2 separate regions of the Sus scrofa genome follow, and region 1 is linked to region 2. Evidence: chromatin contacts called from public HiChIP or PLAC-seq data. All regions are on one chromosome and are shown on one strand. The core of a region is the stretch at or near the end of the contact, and the rest is flanking DNA. Distances in the headings are between cores, read along the strand shown. Region 1 has its middle 85 kb from the start of SLC25A33. Region 2 has its middle 19 kb from the start of SLC2A5.

Region 1 (6,754 bases), core at 3,453-5,952, 300 kb after region 2:
TTTGATCCCCAGCCCAGTGCAGTAGGTTAAGGATCCGGCATTGCCACAGCTGTGGCATAAGTCACAGACGCAGCTCAGGTTTGATAACCTGGCCCCAGAACTTCTATATGCTGCAGGTGCAGCTGAGAAAGGAAAAAAATGTTTACAAAAATTTTTGAGAAAAATCTGTTAAAATAAAAATGAAAAAAATAGCAATAAGAATGATAAGAAAGGCTAATACTTAGCTCTCCTGAGTATGTGCCACTTCCTGTCCTAAGAGTGTTACCCAAGTTAACCCTTTCATTCTCACATCACCCCTGAAGGGAAGGTACCATTTTCACTGCATTTTTCACACATGATGAGATGGAAGCAGAGTTTAAGCAACCTACCCAAGGTCACCCATCCCAGAAGGGGTAGAGCTGAGCTTGGAACTCAGGCAGCCCAGCTCCCCAAGTCAGGAGAGATAAGTAAGTAAGGACAAAAAAGGAACAGCTGGAGTTCCCTGGTGGCTCAGCAGGTTAAGGATCTGGCGTTGTCACTGCTGTGGTGCAGGTTCGATCCCTGGTCTGGGAACTTCTGCATGCTCCAGGCATGGCAAAAAAAAAAAAAAAAAAAAAAAAAAGAATAGCTATGGGAAATGATTTCTCCCCTGAATCATGAAACTGTCTTGCCAACGATGGTCTCAATGACTATGGAGGAACAAACCACACCCCCTGAATAAGCTGCGTGAAAAAGAAGGAGGAGCCAGGTGGAAGTTGGGCATGAATCACCTTTGCACCGGCTCTGAGTCCTAAGCAGACGGCATAAACCGACGGTGAACGTGACCATGAGGTGGGACACACAGACACCAGGACCCAAGATGATGACAACCAAGCCTGATCCCGAGGCAGCTCCCACCTTCCAGAAACAGGGTTTCAAGGCACGGGCGACCCCTGGCACAGGGCAAAGGCTGCAGACCCGGCCAGCACTGGGCACCAGTCAGCGGATTCCCAATATTGTCTTCCAGTTGCTAGACTACGCTGCTTTCCAGTACATTATCCGGGCTGTAAAAACTGAAATGTAAGGAAAGCAGTTTCATACAAATAACGTCAACCGCAACAAGGCAAACTGGCTTCTGATGAAGTTGGCAAGACAAGGCAATGAACTTGTGCCGATGGACGTATTGAGTGTTTCTCCTGCCAGATCCAATTGGCGGCTTCCTAATTATGGAAATATCCGTGTTGTTTCCACTTAGCCCGGGTTCGGCCTGCTGGTATCTGATTCAGTGTTTACTTCGTGAATGAGGTCAGTTCCCCGCACAGCTGGGGTTTCAGCGCAGGGCTCACAGATGCTGGTCAGCAGACAGACTTCCCACTCGAAGCTGCCCGTGGGTGTCAGCACCGCCTCCTCACCACTGCCCCGGCCTTAGCCACTCTCTGGCATTTTCTGAGCCTTGGCTCTGCTCCCTGCTCGGCTGCTAACATTTCCCTGGAGAAGCAGACGGAGCCCGGGCTGCAGCCTGGGCGTGTGGAGATCACATCCAAATTTCCCACAGCCCGGCAGTTCCCTCTCCAACCTGCCCCCCTTGGTATTGCAACATCTCGCCCCTTCTGAGCTTCAGACCTGCCAGGAAACAGGGGAGGCTTTCTGGGTTTTGTTTTTTTAATTATTTATTCCAGGATCGCTCCCCTGGTGTGGTGTGACAGTGACTCAGAACGGCTTGGAAACCACCTCCGAAGGTAACTAACTATGTCCTCTGGGCCAACTCCCCACATGAGTGAAAACAAAAACCAAAGCTCACCAGGGCTCAAAATACTCATTTATGGAGTGACATCCCCGCTGTTCACAGAAGTGATGGGAAAACGGCTGAGGGCAGCGAAGAAGGGTGATGCTTCACAGCCTGGCCAGGGCTCGGCTCCAAACGACTTCAGAAGCAGCACTCGTCTTCGGTGTCATCAGCCTGTCCCCCTGAGTCCTGAGCTGTAGCAGTGGGACCTCAGCCGCGATATCGCACATGGTCCAAGTCTGAAGCAGCTCCCTTTCTCAGCTCTGGCAGCAATTTCTTTATCTCAGCGAGATAAGGGCGTAGGAAGCTTAGAGATAGCGATTCGGTTTGGCTCTCGCAATGATCCTGGGCATCCTTTGCTGGAACAGTTTCACTTAACAGAATCGGGGCGGGGAGGGGGCGCAGTGGGATCCTGACTAGGAGATGGTTTAGGAGCTGGAGGCAAAGGCATCCTTGAATGAGAAGGAGAATGCACGCTCCTAACAGTCGCAAGGCAGATGATGTGCCATGACCCACGTTCTCATCTCCTAACAGAACAGTGAGCCCAGTGGCTGCTAATGGAGACACAGCAGAACAGCCTGGAGGAGACCCAGCCCCAGATGTAAAGAGGTGAGCTCTGTCTTCCTTTAACCTCAACGGAACTCTTCTGAGGATAAAGACTTCGCTCTCTCTTATCCAAAGGGTCGATCCAGTAGTCACAAGAGATTTCAGATTATCTCTCCCCACCTGAGGGCCTAAGGAGCCTGCTCAAGAAGTTCCCACTGTGGTGCAGTGGATTAAGATTCAAACGGCAGTGGCTCAGGTTGCTGCAGAGGCACAGGTTCAATCCCCGGCCCCATCAACTTCCATATGCCTTGGGTGCGGCCATAAAAATGTATAAATAAATAAAAATAAAGAGCCCGTTCAAGTCAGATTCAGATCACTTCCCTTACATGATGCTTCAAGAGCACAGCCTGTCTCTGACCCAAGATGCTCCGTCCACCTGTTCCTGTGACCCAAACACCTGGTACTCACTGTCAATTCTGTCACCAGTTTTATTGTCATAGAGTTGTCACCTTCTTCTTTCCCCATGCATGTGCTTCTGGGAGTTTTTGCGGAGGAGACCGTAAACAAAGTTCCATTCCTTTCCTCCTCTCTGGCCTCATCACCTCGGCTCTGCTGATGCTTGCGCACACCGGACACACACCCACCTGCTTCCTCCACCCGGAACACCCTCTCCGGGGACCCTCCACGTGGCTCCCTCCATCCGTTCCTTTGGGTCTTTATGCATGTGCCTGCTCACCAGCGAGATGTTCCCAGCTGCCCTCCTCCCAGGACCCTCCCAGGCAGGTCCTCTTTCTGCACGTGATTGTCCGCAGAGCTTTCACCCTGTCTAAAACATCACCTGCTCCCTGTCTCTTCTCCACCTGCCTCCCCAACTGGAACACAGCTCCACGCAGGCAGGGGTTTTTGACTCTTTTGTCTGCCACTACAGCTCAGTACCTGTAATGGTGCTTGGCGTATCCATCCTGAAATATCTGGAGTGTCCTGAGCATACCAGGCACTAATCTGGGCACCGGTTTTTGCAAGAGTTTGTCCAGTGATTGAAGAATTGACCCTACCTTAAAGAGCTAAAGGGAGAGGATTTCCCATCATGGCGCAGTGGAAATGAATCTGACTGGGAACCATGAGGTTGCGGGTTCGATCCCTGGCCTTGCTCAGTGGGTTAAAGATCTGGCATTGCCATGAGCTGTGGTGTAGGTTACAGACGAGGCTCGGATCTCGTGTTGCTGTGGTTGTGATGTAGGCCGGCAGCTCTAGCTCCAATTGGACCCCTAGCCTGGGAACTACCATATGCCTCAGATTTGGCCATAAAAAGCAAAAGAAAAGAGCTAGAGGAATTCCCACTGTGGTACAGTGGGTTAAGGATCCTCCAGCGTTGTCTCTGCAGCAGCTCAGGTCACAGCTGTGGCGCAGGTTCAATCCCTGGCCTGGGGAACTCTATATCCTGAAGATGAGGCCTAAATAAATAAATAAATAAACATAAAAATCTAAATAGTGTCTGTAAGCTGAAGGAGACTGTGTGTCTCCTGATTCCTCGCAGAGATTTGAGGAGCTGAACGAATACTCGGCCTCTCTCCCGCTCCCTCACCTCCTCTTCATTCTGTATCTTCTGCTTTCCCAGCCAAGGAAAGGGGACTGATCCAGAGGAAAGGCAGAGGCTTCTGCGATTTAGAAACACAAGTACTGGGGGCCACCAGCGGGTCCTGCTTTGTCAGGATCTCCTGAGGAGGAAATGCGAGGACATGGTGTCACCTTGCCTGGTTGTTGAGCAAGCCGTGGGGCTGGTAGAGCTGCGGGCGGGCCAGGCAGCCACAGGCAGAGGCCATCACACAGGCTTTCCAGGGAAATGAGGAACCGTGGCCTCAGCCACAGGACAGGGATGGAGCCTGCAGCCAGCAGCCTGGCTGGAAAGTCTGCGTAGGGGGCAGCAGGGCCCCTGTAACCCGGTAGTGCTCGCCCACTCCCCACCCCGAGAATTTTGCAGCCCTGGAGGCTTACGGCATCTTTATCTCCCCCCCCCCGCCCCCCCCCGCCACCCCGGCACTTTTATCTTTTGAAAGCTCCCTGGTGTCTCCCAACAAATCAGAATTTCTTGGCTTTCATCCCTTTTGAAAAGCCTTTTGTGAGAACTGGGTGTGACCCAAAAGTCACCTCTCTATTCCTGTCTGAAGGGAAGATATTTCCCGATCAGAGAGCCGTGTGCCAATGAATACTCGATTGTACCCGCTACGCCCCGTGCCCGTCACAGTTGCAGAAACAAACCAAAAGCTGAGCAGAGACACTGCGAATCAAGAGGCTTATTATTTTCCCCTACTAAGTATTTTGCAACCGAAGTTTCCACATTTTTCAGGGTTTGATGTCATGAAATGCCCACGTATGCCTGCCTCTTAAAAAACGGAGTCATTGTGAGTCTGTTGGAATGTGAGCCGTGCAACGTACAACTCAGAACCTGGAATCTGAGATTCACAGACAGGACAGGCCACTGAGCATGTGCGGTCATGAGTTCGCAGGATGGCAATGCTATCCCAGAACCGCCTGGAAGTTAAATGTTAGTCTTCTGAAAAGACCTGGGACTCCAAGTGCCAGCTGCTGTCATAGCAAGTGCAGCATAAGCGGGTTTCTATTTAAAATTTCCACACCTGGGACTTGACTGTTTCTTGGTTTCCAGAGGGGACCCTCCCTCCCCCTGGAATTTTTTTCCACCTTCCCTTTTTCGTGCTGTCTGGTTTAACCCGACCTGCTGGGTTTAACCCAACTCAAAGCAAGGCACGAAGAGAACAGCGTTCATAAAAGGCACTAGGAAGTTGTCTTAGGCTGCTGGAATCAGTCCCAGGAGACAAGACAGCCCTGGAGATGGGGGGTGGGGGAGAAGAGACGGGAGGGCCAGGCCGGAGGTGTGGGAGGGGTGTACCTGCCCTCCTGCCCTCGGGTGAAAGAGGAGAAAGAGGAGGGCTTGTGTCTTTGCAGCCTGTCAGGGAAGGCCCTTGGGCGTCCCCTGGGTCCCAGCGCGCCTAGACTAAGTGACACCAGATCTGTCAACATCAGTTGCCAGTCGGGGGCAGGGAATACTCCAGAGAGGAGGGAGGAGGATTGAGAAGAAGGATCCGAGGGCTGGGGAGGGGGACATGGCGGGATCTGCGGCACAAGCAGCCCAAGGCAGGGACCGAGGGTGAGCTGGGTGTCTGGACATGAGACCATGTTTTGTCTTTTGTGTGTGTGTATGTGTCTTTTTAGAGCCACACCTGGGGCATATGGAGTTTCCCAGGCTAGGAGTCCAATTGGAGCTACAGCTGCCGGCCTACCCCACAGCCACAGCAACACCAGATCCCAGCTGTGTCTGCGACCTACACCACAGTTCACGACAACGCCAGATCCTTTAACCTACTGAGCAAGGCCAGGGATCGAACCTGCAACCTCATGGTTCCTAGTCGGATTTGTTCCCACTGCGCCACGATGGGAACTCCGAGGCTGTGGATTTTGCTCCTCTCTATCTCCAGTGGCGTAAGACCTCTTACTTCTGAACTTCAGAGTCCTCCTCCTCTTCCTCCTCCCCTTCCTCCTTCTCTCCCTCCTCCCTCTTCTCTCCTCCTCCTCCTCTTCCCCCTGGGCACAGCCAGTCTCAGAGGGGCAGGAGCAGCTGAGAGGGACACCACCGGTGGGGACCGAAGTGTGCCAGAGCTGGGCCTGCGGGAGTCGCCCCTGAACAAGGCAGCACTTGTGTGCGGAAGCTTTTCAAGGCGGTCTCACAGACACAGGGACATGGGATGGAGCGGAACAGAGAAATTCCAGAGATTTTTCACGTGCAAGCGGATATTTCCTCAGAGAGTTCGTAGACTAAATAACACTCTTTGTGACTAAGGGACAGTGTATACGGCTGACCTGGCAACATTCTATGTGCGCAGGGCAGGCACAGGGAGCCCCGGAGCGGCCCAGATGGGGACGGAAGAAGAGCAAGGTGAAGCTGCCTGAATACATGTCTTTATGGAAGCATATTTGGGGGTGTTCTCCCTCCACCAGACCTGACAGCCCTCTCAAATATGTAGAAGAACTTGTTGGCAGACTTTGGGAATGAAATGGGCTGGACATCTAAAAACAAATACACCTGGGCCTCTCTATGAACCATTTTCAAATATGCATATATATATATATATATATGTGTATATATATATATGTATATATACATATATATAGTCTTTCTGTATTTTTAGGGCCACAACCACGGCATGTGGAGGTTCCCGGGCCAGGGGTCTAATCGGAGCTGTAGTCACCGGCCTACACCACAGCCACAGCCACGCAGGATCCAAGCCATGTCTGCCACCTACACCACAGCTCATAGCAACGCCAGATCCTTAACCCACTGAGCAAGGCCAGGGATCGAACCTGTAACCTCATGGTTCCTAGTCGGATTTGTTTCCACTGAGCCATGACGGGAACTCCCTCAAATACATATATTTTAATAGGCCTTAT
Region 2 (6,428 bases), core at 3,333-5,832:
GAACTGGTCCTGTAGAGTGGTCCCTGAAATTCCTGGTTTCTGGGAAGACTGGGGTGTCCTGGGGTTCTGCTTATAAGGCCATGGAGCTGAGGGAGGTGCCCTTCGGGGTGTCTGCTGGTTAAAGGTAGAAGTAGGAAGCCAAGCAAGAACAGGAAATGAATCGACTGGGAACCATGAGGTTGTAGGTTTGATCCCTGGCTTCATTCAGTGGGTTAAGGATCTGGCATTGCTGTGGTGTAGGCGGGCAGCTGTACCTCTGATTAGACCTCTAGCCTGGGAACCTCCATATGCCACGTGGCTAAAAAAAAAGGCAAAAAAAAACAAGGGGGGGAAAGGAAGGAATTTCCAGGGAGAGGGAACAGCATGGGACAGTATGGAACAGCATTGTGATTTGCGACTTTTTTTTTTTGGCTTTTTGCTATTTCTTTGGGCCGCTCCCGTGGCATATGGAGGTCCCAGGCTAGGGGTCAAATCGGAGCTGTAGCCACCGGCCTACGCCAGAGCCACAGCAATGCAGGATCCGAGCCGCATCTGCAACCTACACCACAGCTCACGGCAACGCCGGATCATTAACCCACTGAGCAAGGCCAGGGATCAAACCCGCAACCTCATGGTTCCTAGTCGGATTCGTTAACCACTGTGCCACGACAGGAACTCCTGATTTGCGATTTATAACAAGAAACATATGTTTGGTTTTCATCCATTCTCAGCACACAGATCCTAAAATACTTAGAATTTCCTTAGCTTTGAGAATGTCTTTGTTACGTCAATGAGGTGACTTTTGGAAAAACCCTTGGTGAGCAAAGGCTGGGGCTAGTTGCCAGGGGACCAACCCTGTGATTAAGGGGTTGGAACTACTAGTCCCATCCCACCAACCTCCTGGGTGGAGAGAGGAGCTGGAGGTTGAATCAGTCACCAGTGGCCATGGTTCCACCAGTCATACAATAAAGATGTCTTAAAAAGGACAGGACAGTAGTTCCCATTGTGGCTCAGCGGATTAAGACTCCAACTATAATCCATGAGGATGCGGGTTCAATCCCTGGCCTCTCTCAGTCGGTTAAGGACCTGGCATTGCTGTGAGCTGTGGTGCAGATCACAAACGAAGCTCAGATCTGGCATTACTGTGGCCGTGGTGCAGGCCGGCGGCTGCAGCTCCAATTCAGCCTCTAGCCTGGGAACTTTCATATGCCACAGGTGTGGCCCTGAAAAAAAAGAACAGGACAATGCAGAGGTTTGGGGGGAGTAGGACTTGGAGGGCCTGGAAGCTCTGAGTCCTGTCCCCATACCTGTGTGCCTCTGCCATCAGGCTCTTCGTGAATTGCATCCTTTGTAACCACCAGTGATCATAACTGTTTCCCTGAGTTTTATGAGCCAATCGAGTGAATTCATTGAACCCAAAGAGGGAGTGGTGGGGACCTCCACTCTGCAGAGTGTTGCTCAGAAGCGTGGGACCACCGGACAACCTGGACTTTCCATGGGTATCTGAAGAGGGGGCGGTCTTTTGTAAGACTGAGCCCTTCACCCTTCACCTGTGGGGTCGGATGCCATCTCCAGGTAGAGAGAGTCAGAACTGAACTGGAGGATGCCCAGCTGGCCCTACAGCTATTGGGTTTGGGAAACAGCACACATATCACCAGCACAGAAGGGCGTGCTTCTTGCCGGGGAGAAGAGGGTGGAGGGGGTCTCCCGAGGAGAGGGCAGGCTCAGGTCAGTGGGGGTCTGAGGGCTTGGATTATTCCCTGCAGCTTCCAGAATTCTTCAGGCTGGTCACCTGCAGCCTGGGTGGTGCACGGGGCCTCCCCAAGCAGAACGGAGAGGCTGCTGGGAAGGTCAGGGAAGAGGTGAGGAAAGGTCACGGAGGGGCGAGGGGATAGACCAGGGAGAGGCACAAAGGACCCTGTGGGGGACGGAGGCTGCCGGGAAGGCCTCTCAGCACCAGCCGGGCAAGGCTTTAGTTGTTTTCTTTTTTTTTTTGTCTTTTTGCTATTTCTTTGGGCCGCTCCCGCGGCATATGGACGTTCCCAGGCTAGGGGTCCAATCGGAGCTGTAGCCACTGGCCTACGCCAGAGCCACAGCAACTCGGGATCCGAGCCGTGTCTGCAACCTACACCACAGCTCACGGCAACGCCGGATCGCTAACCCACTGAGCAAGGGCAGGGACTGAACTGGCAACCTCATGGTTCCTAGTTGGATTTATTAACCACTGCGCCACGACGGGAACTCCCAGTTGTTTTCTCACAGATGCACACATCGCATCTGGGTCAGAGAGAGTAGCCAAAATACCGCCAAAGTGGTCACCTGAAGAAGTGAGACCGGGCACGGCTGATTTTGTGCTGTTTAAGTTTGTGCATATCACATCCTAATAACAAAATTAATATAAAAGATGCAAGTCACTCCTAGGGGCTCGTCAATGTATTTTACTTACTTAATTATTTTTTTTTTTCTTTTTCAGCTGCACTTGCAGCTCATGGAAGTTCCCACGCCAAGGAGAGCTGCAGCTGCGGCAACCCCAGGTCCTTAACCCATGGCACCACAGCAGGAACTCCATCAATTTTTTTTTTTTTTAGGGCCACAGGTGCGGCATCTGGAAGTTCCCGGGCTAGGGGTCAAATTGGTGCTGCAGCTGCCAACCTATACCGCAGCCACAGTAATGCAAATCCAAGCTGGGTCTTCGACCTACACAGCAGCTCGAAGCAATGCTGGATCCTTAACCCACTGAGCGAGGCCAGGGATCGAACCCGCATCCTCATGGATACCAGTCAGGTTGATTTCCCCTGAGCCACAATGGGAACACCAAAGTATTTTTAAATTAAATAATTACATTAAGACTTTCTTATGGTCTCTATGAGAAAAGAATCTGAAAATGAATGGATGTGTGTATATGTATAACTGAATTCCTTTGTTGTATAGCAGAAATTATCACAACATTGTAAATGAAGTATACTTTGACAAAATAAAAAAAAAAACTTCAGCCCAGAAATTTTTTAAAAAGACAATTTTTCTAAAGAGCAGTTTAAGGTTTACAGCAAAATCTGGGGGAGATACAGGGATTTCCCATGTACCTCCTGCTCCCACATGTACCCCCTCCATTATCCACACCTCCCATCAGATGGCACACTTGTCAGCAGGGATAAACTTGCACGGACACATCACGATCACCAAAGTCCATCGTTTACATCAGGTTCACGCTGGGTGTTGGACATTCTGTGCACGTGGACAAATGTATTGATAAGCATCCAGCACCGCAGTGTCACACGGAACAGTTTCACCGCCTAAAAATCCCCTGTGCTCTGCCTCCCTCCCCGCAACCCCTGACCTTTTTAGTGTCTCCCTAGTTTTGCCTTTTCCATAGAGTTGAAATCACATAGCATGAAGTCTTTTCAGATCGGCTTCTTTCACTGAGGAAGGCGTTTAGGTTTCCTGCCTTTCTTTTCACGGCTCAATAGCTCGTTTCTTTTTAGTGCTGACCATCTGGATGGACCACACTTTATTTGTCCATTCTCCTACTGAGGGACGTCTTTTTTTTTTTTTTTTTTTTGTCTTTTTGTCTTTTTAGGGCCTCACCCTCAGCATATGGAGGTTCCCAGGCTGGGAGTCGAATCGGAGCTACAGCTGCCGGCCTACACCACAGCCACAGCAACACGAGATCAAGCCGAGTCTGTGATCTACACCACAGCTCATGGCAACGCCGGATTCTTAACCCACTGAACGAGGCCAGGGATTGAACCTGCAACCTTATGGTTCCCAGTTGGATTCATTTTCACTGTGCCACAAGGGGAACTCTAGTAATCGTCCTACTTCAGGGAGTTCCCATTGTGGCACAGCGGAAACGAATCCGATTAGTATCCATGAGGATTCGGGTTTGATCCCCGGGCTCACTCAGTGGGTTAAGGATCTGGCGTTGCCATGAGCTGTGGTGTAGGTCGCAGATGACGCCTGGATCCTGCATTGCTGTGGCTGTGGTATAGCGTGGCAACTGCCACTCTGATTCAACCCCTGGACTTGGAACTTCCATATGCTGGGGGTGCAGTCCTTAAAAAAAAGGCCAAAAAAAAAAAAAAAAAAAGAGCCCTTTATCAGATAAAGACCGCCCCTCACCCCAGTTTCACTGAGAAATAATTGACACATATCGCTGTGTAAGATTAAAGAGGACAGCATATGATGATTCACAGATATTGTGAAATGATTACATCCTGGGAGTTCCCTGGTGCTCTAGTGGTCAGGACTTGATATATCAAACCAATTCATGCCACAGCCAAAAAAAAAAAAAAAAAAAAGACTAACATCCACTGTTTCATATAGATACACAGATGTGTCTTTTGCAAATATTTTCTTCCAGTCTTTGGCTTGTCTTCTCATTCTCTTGATAGTTCATATAGTTTTCTTTTCTTTGTAGGGCTATACCTGCAGCATAGGAAGTTCCCGGGCTAGGGGTTGAATTGCAAATGCAGCTGCCAGCCAACACTGCAGCCACAGCAATACTGGATCCCAGCCATATCTGCAACCTATGAGGATTCACAGAGACAGCATCAGGTCTTCAACCTGCTGAGCCCCAACAGGAACTCCAGTGGATATATTTTTAACTTTACGCAATCCAGAAAGTGGAACAAAGAAACAAACAGCCCTTTGGGGAGCAAAGGTCCCAAGATGTTGCCAGTTAAAAAAAATAAAAGGACTTGAAGGCGAGGCTCTGAAGGTCTGCACAGCCAGCAGCTCTACTGGCTGATGTGGGGACGCCGTTTCCTTCTGACAAGAGCAGCCCTTGGCCACCAGGGAGCCTTAGCTGCCTCTGCCATGGGCACCAGGTGCTGTGATCAGATCGTGCAGGGAGTGAGACATGGTTGGTGGCTCAGTGCTGGTGTGTCTCATGAGAATTTTGCCCCAAGCTGTGGGTTCCTGGATTTGGGGACCCTCATGAGGGCTGGGGACCTGGGAATATGTATTCTAAACACCACCCCAGCATTCCCCCCTCCCCAACACCCGTGATTCTATGAGGCAGACTCAGGAGAAGCTGGCTATGCCAGTCGGGTGGCTGCCCCTTGACTGCATTTGCCCACAGAGAAGGAGCCAGAGGTTGTGTCCAGGACCTGACTCTGGATCTGCACAGGCCTGTCTGGATCGCCCTGTCCACCGCTCTTTCCCTCCAGCCACATACATCATGGGCAGTTTATCAAACTCACAAAAGAACAATAATTATTTTATTTAATTTAAAACAGCAAGACTTTGGTCTTGATCCAGATGGTGGGTCAATTTCGTACGGGCAAAAAACCCTCCCTCGATGACATTATGCCACCATGGCATGTCTGCAAAAATTGTTTTTCTTTTCGTGGACACATGGAGAGCTCTGTCTGCATCCTCAGCCCAGGCCACATGATAATCTTTATTAAAAAACAAAAACAGGGAGTTCCCGGTGTGATTCAGCAGTAACGAACCAAACTAGTATACATGAGGATGCGGGTTAGATCCCTGGCCTTGCTCAGTGAGTTAAGAATCCGGTGTTGCTGTGGCTGTGGTGTAGGCCGGCAGATGCAGCTCTGATTCCACCCCTAGCCTGGGAACTTTGATATACCGCAGGTGCGGCCTTAAAAAACCAAAGCAAAATAAACAACCAGACACAACTCAGAGGCACAAAGAGGCAGAATGTGCTTAGCCTGAGGAAAAGGCCAAGGTTCAAAAGCGCCTGAGAAGAGCGGGACTCAGGGCGGAGAACGCACCGTAACAAGAGATGGCAGGACCTGCTCAGGCTGAGGTCACACATCTGTGACAGGGATGAGGGTGGAGAAATTTTAACTACATACAGAGGAGGGAGAACCCTGAGGCTGAGCCCGGTGAAAAGGGAACGCACTTTTGTTCTGCTCGGATCCGAGGCAAGAGCCCTTCCGGGGCCTTAAGGATGGGACATCATTCCCACGCATCCTTCAGCTCTGCGCTCCACTCACCCAGCTGGACTGATCTGAGATGCTGCCCTTGGTAAAGTTCTGGCACCGGGATGAGCCCCTTCCCCATCCGCAGTCACATATCACACATGCACCTGTCTGTAAGGGCCACCGGGGAGAAGGAAGCAGGGTGGGGAGCAGAGGGAGGGGAATGGAAATACCCGGGGCAACTCTGGGGCAGTGTGTACACCCGAGGCATCACACAGATGCAGGGAGACCTGGACAAGGCCGGGACGGGCGGAGAGATAGTCTTCTTTGAGCCCCGCCTCCTTCCCGGCTGCAGCCAATCGGGGGAAAGATGCGTCCCAGCCCCGCCCAGCTGAGGCCACGCCCAGCGGGCTCCTTCGAGCCAAGGCCTCTGGGGCCCAGTTCAGAGCGGGTTTTCTTCCAACATCATTCTCCGCCCCCACCTCCTCCTCCCCTGTGGCCCCTACTCTAACTCAACCGTGAAGCATTTTCTTTTTCCTTTTTTTTTTTGGTCTTTTTGCCTTT

Evidence for each region. HiChIP or PLAC-seq counts read pairs in DNA pulled down with a chosen protein or histone mark.
Region 1: an H3K27ac HiChIP or PLAC-seq map of alveolar macrophages shows a contact between it and region 2. The contact joins two enhancer-like sites. A contact is called at or near these places in 1 of 47 Hi-C or Micro-C datasets (embryonic fibroblasts) and 1 of 2 datasets of contacts at active chromatin or transcription factors (alveolar macrophages).

What each region holds. Positions count from the first base shown.
Region 1 is chr6:69,846,194-69,852,947 of Sscrofa11.1, forward strand. No RefSeq gene overlaps it. Among named protein-coding and RNA genes, the nearest start is that of SLC25A33, 85 kb to the right of the region's middle. Within about 2 kb of position 4,703, at least 18 of the 83 cell types and tissues checked have an H3K27ac peak or open chromatin away from gene starts, as enhancers often do. A contact at or near this core is called in alveolar macrophages, where this site is marked.
Region 2 is chr6:69,551,274-69,557,701 of Sscrofa11.1, forward strand. No RefSeq gene overlaps it. Among named protein-coding and RNA genes, the nearest start is that of SLC2A5, 19 kb to the left of the region's middle. Within about 2 kb of position 4,583, at least 3 of the 83 cell types and tissues checked have an H3K27ac peak or open chromatin away from gene starts, as enhancers often do. A contact at or near this core is called in alveolar macrophages, where this site is marked.